2 separate regions of the Sus scrofa genome follow, and region 1 is linked to region 2. The links are chromatin contacts, called in public HiChIP or PLAC-seq maps. All regions are on one chromosome and are shown on one strand. The core of a region is the stretch at or near the end of the contact, and the rest is flanking DNA. Distances in the headings are between cores, read along the strand shown. Region 1 holds the start of PEG10 (paternally expressed 10). Region 2 holds the start of CASD1 (CAS1 domain-containing protein 1).

Region 1 (4,452 bases), core at 423-2,922, 200 kb before region 2:
GGAGCCACCCAAGAAGGGGGGGCATGTGGGAGGCAGGGTCTACGGGAACTACCTCAGAGGAGGCAGGCTTAGGGGGAGGCGGGGCCTGGGGAGGCAGGGTCTAGAAGGCGCGCTCTGGGAAGGCGCGCTCTGGGAAGGCGCGCTCTGGGAAGGCGCGCTCTGGGAAGGCGCGCTGCAAAGGAGGCGCACTCTAAGTAGGCGCTGGGAGGCGCTAAACCTGCTCAGAGCAGATACTGCAGAGAAGGCTCGCTAGAATGGGCGGGGCATGTCTGAGACTGGCTGCACGCCTCTCCCAGGATCCCCCCTCCCAGAACCCCTCCCACCAGCCTCCAACAGCCAGATTCATTTCATGCAACAAGAGCAATCACCCGCAGATCCAACCTCCTCCCCTTCCAAGACTAAGCAAACCAACAGCCACAAACTGTTGCTGGACGCCAGTTCGGGCCACCACTACAACTACACTGCCACTTCAATCAAGCGCTACTAGGCAAGGCAGCCTGCTCTGCCACCACCAAAAGATTCCCTTTTGCGCTCAAGTCAGCGTCCCTCCACTTCACTACCATAGCAGGAGTGGTGTGGGCAGAATGTTAAACACTAATTTTTGCCCAGGGCTCCATTTTGTCTAACAGCACCATCACGCAGAGAACCATCCTGTAGAAAAACATAGTGGGAGCCATTCCAAAAGGTGTGTTAGAGACAAAGGGTGGGGTTCCTCTAAGAAGAGTAATCTTACTCTTCAGCTCATGTTCGCTTCAGCTGGTTTCTTTGTAGCGCAAAACAGCGCAGCTCGCGTACCTCTGCAGCTGTTACTATTTTGTAGCGCATTTTAGGTGTAAATCGTTCCGTAGCTCATGTACCTCTGTGGTTCCTGTGTCCTACAGCGCAATGAAGCGCTGTTGTAGTGGTAATATCATATTTGTAGTGCTAATCTTCTGCAGCTCAGATATTGTAGCGCATTTAAAGCGCAAATCATTCATTAGTCTGCAGTTCATATATCACCGCAGTTGATACTGGTTTTCACGCAATGAAGTGCCCATCAGTTGGCAGCACATTGAAGCGCCCATCAGCTTGTAGCTCATTTGAAGCGCCTATCAGTCTGTAGCGCATCTGCAGCGCTCATCAGTCTGCAGCGCATTTGAAGCGCTTATCAGTTTGTAGCGAATTGAAGCGCCAATTAGTTTGTAGCGCATACCACTTTGCGGCACGTTTGCAAATTGGTCTGTAGCTCATGTCCGTCTGCAGCTCATGTTTGTCCGCAGCTCATATCTGTCTACAGCCCGCATCTGGACTTGGGTTCTGGGAATCAAAGCCCTGAAGGCTTGGTTTCTCCAAGCAGTTTTGGGGCACAGCCAGTGAAGGCGTGACAAGGTGTGCGTGGAGACTTTCGGGCGCTACTTTATCTCCCGCAGCTCCTGATAATAACAGGGAATGAATGTGATCTTAAAAAAAAAGAAACATCCTCACCGCATACTCACCACGCGAGGACTCCTCTGCGAAGACAGGAAGGACGGGGTCCCACACCTGCGCCAGGCGTGGGCTCCGCTGGGTGCTCAGCAGCCCGGAGTGGCTCCGGACGCGAGCCCGCTCAGCGGACCTTTCGCGAGGCTCGGTGGTCCCTCTTCGCTGGTCTCCTCAGGTCGTAGTCAGGTTTCTTCGACACACACCAACCGAAGTTGAAGCGCGTGTACCGGGAGTGCCGACTGTGAGCCTTATATAGGCAGAACCGAGGAGGGGGGCGCCAAATCCCAGCGTGCTCCGCGGGTTAGGGGGGCGGAGAGGGGGGAGCGGGGGCGGAGGGGATAGGGGGATGGGGGAAAAGGGGGTGGGGGCGATGGCCACGCTACACCGGCCCGCCGCTAGAGGGAGTACGGGATTAAGGAGGGGGTGCAGGATGCTGATGCTGAACTGGCCAAGCTGGGAGGAAAGAAGAAAGGGAGGGGAGGGGAGAATCGAGGACGGCCGGCCTAGCCAGGCCAAGAAAGCAATTGCCCCGGTGGTGGGAGCTGGGAGACCCTTGTGCTTGGACGGGACAGGGTCGGGGGACACCCAGGATGAGCCCCGCGACCACTGGCACCTTCTTGCTGACAGGTTAGTGGTGTGCGCGCGATGGGAGGTCCTGGGGCCAACAGGCCTTCGCCTCCCCATCCCCCTCCCGGGTTTTGGGTACCCAGGTGCCTTTTCTGGGCACCAGCCCCCCTTCTGTGGAGTCCCCAAGGTACCCCTCCATCAGGACTCCCCATACCCCACTTCCTGGGCCCTTTGCGGCCCTTACCAGGCTTGACCCCTGGCCTTTTTTCTCCGCGCCCCCGCGGGCCCCTCCCTGCCCAGAGGCGCTGGAATTCCGTCTCCAATTTCCATTCCCACTCGCCCCCTCCGCTCTCCAGCAGCCCTGCTGGTGGACCTCTCCTGATCTCTTCCTCAAAGAGCAGGGGGTCGTTGCCCATTTGGGGGGGGGGCGTTACCCCAATAATGGGGTTCTGCGGCCGGTAGACGAGCCATAGAAAATGGGTGTCAAGCTGCGCCCCCTTCTACAGAGACACATCTTTTTTTCCCCTTTTCTTGAATGTGATCTGGAGAGAACACAAAAAATGTGCATTTTGAAACGCCTAATTTTCCCCTTTTCCTAAGCGAATTTTTCGGCGATGGAAATCTCGTTTTCCTTAGGTTTTACGGAGTGGGGAAACGGAATCATGATAAATTAGGAGCTAAATAGGGCTTTCAGGTTAGGGTTAACCCCGGTTGGGGGCCAGGGACCCTACCAAGTGCACTATTTGAAGAAAGCAAAAACAATTAAAAACAGCTGTGGATGCCTCCAATGTATTTGGCGGGCTTCGGAGCCTCCCGGCTACGGCCTCTTGGTGATTACGAGGTTTACGCAGAGACCTAGATCTCTCTGCAATGTTATATTTTTCTGAATCCTGTAGGGTGAATGAATACATTTAGTCACGGTCCTCACGTTTAATCCTTTAAAGTGTGTTGCCGGCCACAAATATTTGTGTATATTTATACATATAAACATATATTTTACGTTAGAGAAAATGAGAAAATTGCAGTGGGTTACCACTCTCAAATACAGATGAGGAAGGATGCTTTAAACAAACAAACAAACAAACGCTTAACGTGGACTTCCTAATCGCCTCAAAGTGTTAGGCACTGAGAAAAGGGACAATCTGCTATTTATCTTAGTAAAAGAAGTTTTAAGTGAAAAACCAATTGTCTACAACTGAGTGAGGTTTCTGATAAGAACACAGATGAGACACATTTGTATTTGAAGGCTAAATTTGAGCATATTTCAATAACACTAGCTGCAGATTATTTTATACGTAGAGGATAAAAGAGAATTTGACCCATTGTGGATAATAGGATGGCAGGCATCTCACCTTAAGTGAGCCTTTCTGGCCTAAATAAACTGGAGCACATTTACTGAGATTCTGTTTTTTATCAGAAATAGATGTTGACCATAAAATATATGAATAAGTGAAGTGCAGATTTCCAACACTGAAGTATAATTTTTCTAGGAAGTTGGGTGATCATAATTATATTGTTTAGAAGTGCCTAGTGCCTTTTAATGTTTAGGATGTTTACTCTTTTCTGCAATATAGAATAATTTCAGAAATTCCTGTCTTTGCCAGAGCACTGTCTGGTGACCGCCGGACTGTCAAATTCTTAGCATTTTTTTTAATCCAAGGACGTTACTTCATCTAGTTGTTTGTTAACTGATAGACATTCTTTTTTCAAAAAAATGAGATTAAAAACAGTACAGATGATAGAGAAAACTTAGGTTTAAAAATCTATCCTAAGACTTTTAAAGTTTGAATAAGTTTGAACCTAGTTGAATTTTCTATCAAATTGTTAGCCAGGATTTTTGAGGTGGGAAGGTACACAGAAAGAACAAAAACAGATTTAGTATTATTACTCTTATCAGAATAAAAGTAATTCCTTTTCATTGTACAAAATTCAGGGGAAAAAACTCCAGAAAACTGGGGAAAAAATAAAGAAAATCAAGATCACGTGTAGCGTCTTCAGCCTGCCATGACCCCAGTAAACATTACGGACTGTACTTTCTCTATGCTTGTATATGTGCCTAAGTGATAGGTATTTTTCATAGAGTTACACATGGTAATTTCTAAAAAATTAAAAATAGTATCAAATTAATTTCCTCCATTATTTTTTATCCAAGGAGTCTTAACTATCAAAATGACATATATGTCTGCAGATATATATAATGCAAATGTATATATATATATGCATATATATATAATTCTTTTTAAAAAAGAAATAATATTACTTTTTCTAATCAAAATGTTAGGTGAACAACATTAGTGCATAAATATTTAAAACCAAAGAATTGAGAGTTTTCTCTTATCTCACTATCCTAAAATTCACGTAGTAAACATTTGGTACATTTCTTTGTGTTATTCTACATAAGAAGTAATTTTTACTTTGCTTAGA
Region 2 (4,850 bases), core at 267-2,766:
GGTCATATTTCCATTTCTCCACCACACCAATTTGAAAAACCACAGCGAAGGCCTCCTTTCAAACAGCTTCCAACTCGTTTCCATTGCCCATCTCAACTCCTGTCAACCCGTAATTTCTTTCCAAATACCTGCCCCAGTGCCTTTACTTTGCAAAAGTGTGCAGAACCCTTTAAACGTTTCTGAATCACAAAGGCAGGGTGAGACTTCCTCCATTTGGCCAAGAGCATCTTTTACCAGCTGTTACCTCAGCGGCAAGGGAAAATCGGGCGGCCCCTGCCGCTGTCCAACAGCTTGGCCCGGCTGTTCCAGGGCAGAGGCCGGGTACAACAGAGGCTGAAGAACCCAACCCCTGGGGCGCAGGTGACCCCTTGCAGGGCAACCTTGGCCTGATGCGCCCTGGGCTGGCTCTCGAGGGCCGCCTGTTCACCTCCTGCACACAAACCCCGGGCCAGAACCGCCTCCCCCGGCCCAGCCCGCGCCAGAGCCCGGACCCCAGCAGCTCCTCCGGCCAGGCCCGGGTGCGCGCCCCCCGGCCCCAGCGTAGGCGGCTGGCGGGGGCCCAGGACGACGGTCGCCGACCCCATGGCCGCCTGCGCTGGGGTCCACTTGGTCGGCCTGGAGTACCAGGCCCGCCGCGGGGGGCACGTGGGGGCAACGCCTTCCCAGCTGGCCGAGCACGCCGGCGGGCAGCCGCGTGAGCGTGGGCGTGTGTCGGGCGAGTGGGGCCGCCTGCAGCAGCCGCGTCGCCTCCTCCCCCGGCGGGGCAGGGGGAGGGCCCGCTCACCTCGGTAGCGGCGGGAGGCGAGGTGGCACACTGCGAGCAGCAGCACGGCCACCAGCGCCAGCACCTTGGCGCTTCTCACGCTGAAGTAGTGGTTGATCTCCCGCTTGCCCAGGTTGTAGGCCAGAGCCGCCATCTTGGTTCCTCCATGACAACAGTGCGCGGCGGAGCGGGGAAGGGGCGCCACACAGGGGCAGCACTGGGGCTGCCGCCGCCGCAGCCAGGCGAGGAGCCACCACCAGCCCCCGCGGCCGTCACCCGCGCCTCTCGCTGGGGAGACTGACCCCGCTGCCGCCGCCGCCGCTGCGGTACCCACGGCCTCCACCTGCCCCTTCTCGGCCGCGGCAGCCTCGGCGGTCTCCCCCCAGCCCCGCCGCCGCTGCTCCGCCGTGCCCGTTCCCCAGGCGCCCTGGACGCCTGTCTCCTCCCCTTCCTCCTCTTCCTCCTCCTCTTGAGCCTCTCGTCTTAATGGCGGCTGCGCCTGCAAGGGGGCTCCGGACGCCCAGAGCTCCGGGGTCACGAGCCCCAGACGGCCCTCTGGGGTCACGGGGTCACGGGCGGCGGCGGGCGGCGGCAGCGGCGGTGGCAGAGACATGGGGATGTGAGGAGAGCGGACCACGGGTCCAGCCCGACGTGAACGCGAGCCTCGGGCTTTCAATTGACTCACTGAACGCTACCTGAGCCCAGGTTGGGGCAATAAAACTACTGTTACAGAAGAAAAGTACACATCGTTCCACTCCCTCTTTCCCCAACACACCTTTTCCTGAGTTTCCGCTTCCTGAACCTGCCAAGCAGGGTGCTAAGGCCACCTAAATGTCACTGGGGCTTTTAGGCAGGCTGTGTCTGGTCAGCCTGGCTGCCTCTCAGATGCTTGTCGGGTTTTGAGACTGCTGGCAGCCTTAGCACCCAAACCACGGGTGAGACTAGTTTTAACTTTAAATCACTGCTTTGACCCATTTCTCTTGAAAATTGGAAAAAAAAAAATCCTTGGTTTGCCCAATTCCAGTGGGTGAAAGTACACCAGAGTACAGAGTAGAAGGTACAAAATGAACGTAGCTTACTGTAGGTGTTAGAAAGAAAAGAACCCCGCTCTTCATTTGCATTGACACAGGGTTCCCTAGGGGGATGGGCCAAACATGAAGTGTTGTCATTCCTGCGCCTGAAGTTGGTTAATGTTCTGCGGTTAGCCAAAAAAAAAAAAAAAAAAGCACTGCATTTCTTTGCCTTTGTTAAGTGCTTGTTAGCCCCTGTCTCTTTTTTTCACCTGTACTGCCTTCCCGGTGGAATTGGTTATTTGTATTGCTTCCCATTCTATTTGCCTTGTTAGGATGGTTTCAGGTGTTTTCTACAACTTTCCCATTTAGCCATTCCTGAGCTTGTATTTATAGGCCCCCCCTTAAAATGATAGAATGTTAGATATCGAAGGGACTTTAGAGAGTTTGTCACCCCGATTTTTTTAATCCAAGGACTCTTTTTTATTATGTTTTTATCCATGGACCCCATATCTTGAAAAATTTTGTCACTTAAATGAAATTTCATATATCACTGTCATAGATGTAATGCTAATAAGCAATAAAGCTAAGTAAGTGTACAAACACTCGGGACTGTTCCCTGGAAATGGTTGCTTAATTTTGGCTGTCATTCTTCTGATCCAAGGTTGATCACATGCTGAAAGAATTAAATCGGCTATTGTAAAAAACAGATAAATAACTCTGCTTACTGTATATGGTCTACCAATCACATCCTAGAAATTTCTATGATGTCATCAACAGCAAATTAGAATTTTTGATTGGAATGTGATAACCAGTGTTAGCCTGCAGGGTTGATTTAATGCCTGCCAAAAGTAAAGAAACTTGACATTTTTCTTAATTGCAGTTTCCAGAAGGCTTTCTGAAATACTGTAAAGAGCTTGTGGACTTCCTTTTTCCTTCCCTCTAGTTTACAGCTAATCCCTCTCCTATGCTCTGAATCTCTTTCTGTCCCCCTTTCTTGGGGCTGTTGATGACTTCATCAGTTATTCCTTTGTCAGTCATCCTCTCTGTGTTTTCTTTAAACTCTCCTTCTCTCATCAGTATTTCCCTTCCACCAATAATCTTTATCTTATTAGTGACGCTCATTCAGGGACTGTGTTTCTGTGTGTTTACCTCTCCATCTCTTTCCTTCTTTGACAAGTTCTAGAAATAGTAGTGTTGACTTTTCAGTCTTCATTCTCCCTTCTATATCACTCTCAAATATGTTCCCTTCTCTCCATACCCTTGTGTCACGGTTTCTTGCCTGAATCACTTATCTTCCTCAGGTCAGGCTCGAAAACCCAATCTTACAGCTCTCCGCCATTCCTCGAACCAGACTGAGCTTTTTTTAGGGCGGCACCTGTAGCATATGGGAGTTCCCAGGCTAGGGGTTAAATTGGAGCTACAGCTGCTGGCCTACACCACAGCCACAGCAATGGATGCTAGTCGGATTTGTTTCCGACGAGCCATGACAGGAACTCCCAGATTGAACTTTCTTAAACTCAAATCTGATGATGCCAAAAACTAGTTAGTGGTTCCATGTTTATTTGCCTACCTCTAAACTGTCCAGAATGTTAACTAAATCTCAGCAGTTACTTCTCCCCTAATAATCTGATAAAAAGAGAAACCATCTGATAGGACTCTTTGAACCTTGCATTACTTAAACCAAAACAAAACAAAACCTGACGACACTTTATTCCTTCCCTTATTTTTTCTTTTCTTCACCAACTATTTCCCATTGTTCCACAGGAGGTCCTGGTGATAAAGAAAACAGGAAAAAGTATTGATAAGGACCAGCCAGCACAACAGGAGGAGCACAGTTCTGAGGTATAGACTCTTCTGGTATAAACTGTTCCTGCTTTACTGTGTCCACTTTATTACTGTTTCTACTGATTGGATTTTTAAAATTGGGGTATAATTGACATATAACATTGTATTAGTTTCAGGTTTACAATGTGATATTTGTGTGTTTGGAAAATGATCACCACAATAAGTCTAGTTAATATTTGTCACCATACATTCTTACATAATATGTAGTTACAGAATTTTCTTTTCTTGTGATGAGAACTTTTAAGATCTACTCTCTTAGTGACTTTCAAATATGCAATACAATATTATTAACTATATAGTTCCCTTCGAACTTGAAAAATTCCTCCTCTTTTCCAAAGTTGTCTCTTTCGTCTATGTACTTGATTGTATCACGATCATTTCGGGAGTTCCCATTGTGGCTCAGCAGAAACAAATCTGACTAGCATCCATGAGGACACAGGTTTAATCCCTGGCCTTGCCCATTGGGTTAAGGATCTGGCATTGCTGTGAGCTGTGGTACAGGTCATAGTTGCGGCTCGTATCCCATGTTGCTGTGAGGTAGGCCGGCAGCTACAGCTTGGATTCGACCCCTTGCCTGGGAACCTCCATATGCTATGAATATGGCCCTAAACAAAGACCATTTCATTTGAGAACCTGATCTCATAAATTTCCCTTCTTTATTTCTACTTTCAATTTATCTCTCTTCACTGTTTGCCCCAAAATATAAGTTCAAATGCTTCCTGTTTAAAGTACCTTCCTTGATTTACCACACAATCTCTCTTCTCCCTAAACCATCAAACTTCTTGAAGGAACAGTCTGTGGTTACTGTTCCAATTTTTTTTTTTTTTGACAACTTATTTGTTCTTTAAACACCTGAAAATTGACTTCTGCTCCTGTTGCTTTACTTAAACTACTGTTTCAAATGTCAACCACACCCTGAATTACCAATTCTAATGTCTTTTTCTTAGCTTTATCCTTCTTGACTGTGCAGCATTTTTGAAATAGTTGCTTTCTTAAAATCTTCTCTTTTTGATTTCTGTGCCACTACATCCTTCTAGCTCTCTTTTTTCTTCCCCATGCATCTCTAAGAAGAGTTCTCTTTCTTTTTCCCTTAAATAAATGTGCTTTTTAAGGTTCTTTTGTTTGCCTGCTTTTTTCTTGGGAAACCTGCATTACAATTTGGTTTGGTTTGTTAGGTTTACTGTTTAGTTCCTTGAGACCATTATCCTTCAGGTCATTTCTGCTACTCT

What was found. HiChIP or PLAC-seq counts read pairs in DNA pulled down with a chosen protein or histone mark.
Region 1: a contact with region 2 is called in an H3K27ac HiChIP or PLAC-seq map of skeletal muscle, with 4 times the contacts expected there. The contact joins the promoter of PEG10 here to the promoter of CASD1 in region 2. A contact is called at or near these places in 4 of 47 Hi-C or Micro-C datasets (fetal heart ventricle, heart right ventricle and skeletal muscle) and 1 of 2 datasets of contacts at active chromatin or transcription factors (skeletal muscle).

What each region holds. Positions count from the first base shown.
Region 1 is chr9:74,471,341-74,475,792 of Sscrofa11.1, reverse strand. It overlaps PEG10 (paternally expressed 10), which reads right to left and starts at 1,672. Exons shown (of 2, transcript NM_001302463.1): 1 at 1,476-1,672. SGCE (sarcoglycan, epsilon) reads left to right here and starts at 1,969. Exons shown (of 11, transcript NM_001144124.1): 1 at 1,969-2,088. The coding sequence starts at 2,052.
Region 2 is chr9:74,273,199-74,278,048 of Sscrofa11.1, reverse strand. CASD1 (CAS1 domain-containing protein 1) reads right to left here and starts at 1,516. Exons shown (of 18, transcript XM_021063369.1): 1 at 785-1,516. The coding sequence starts at 1,376.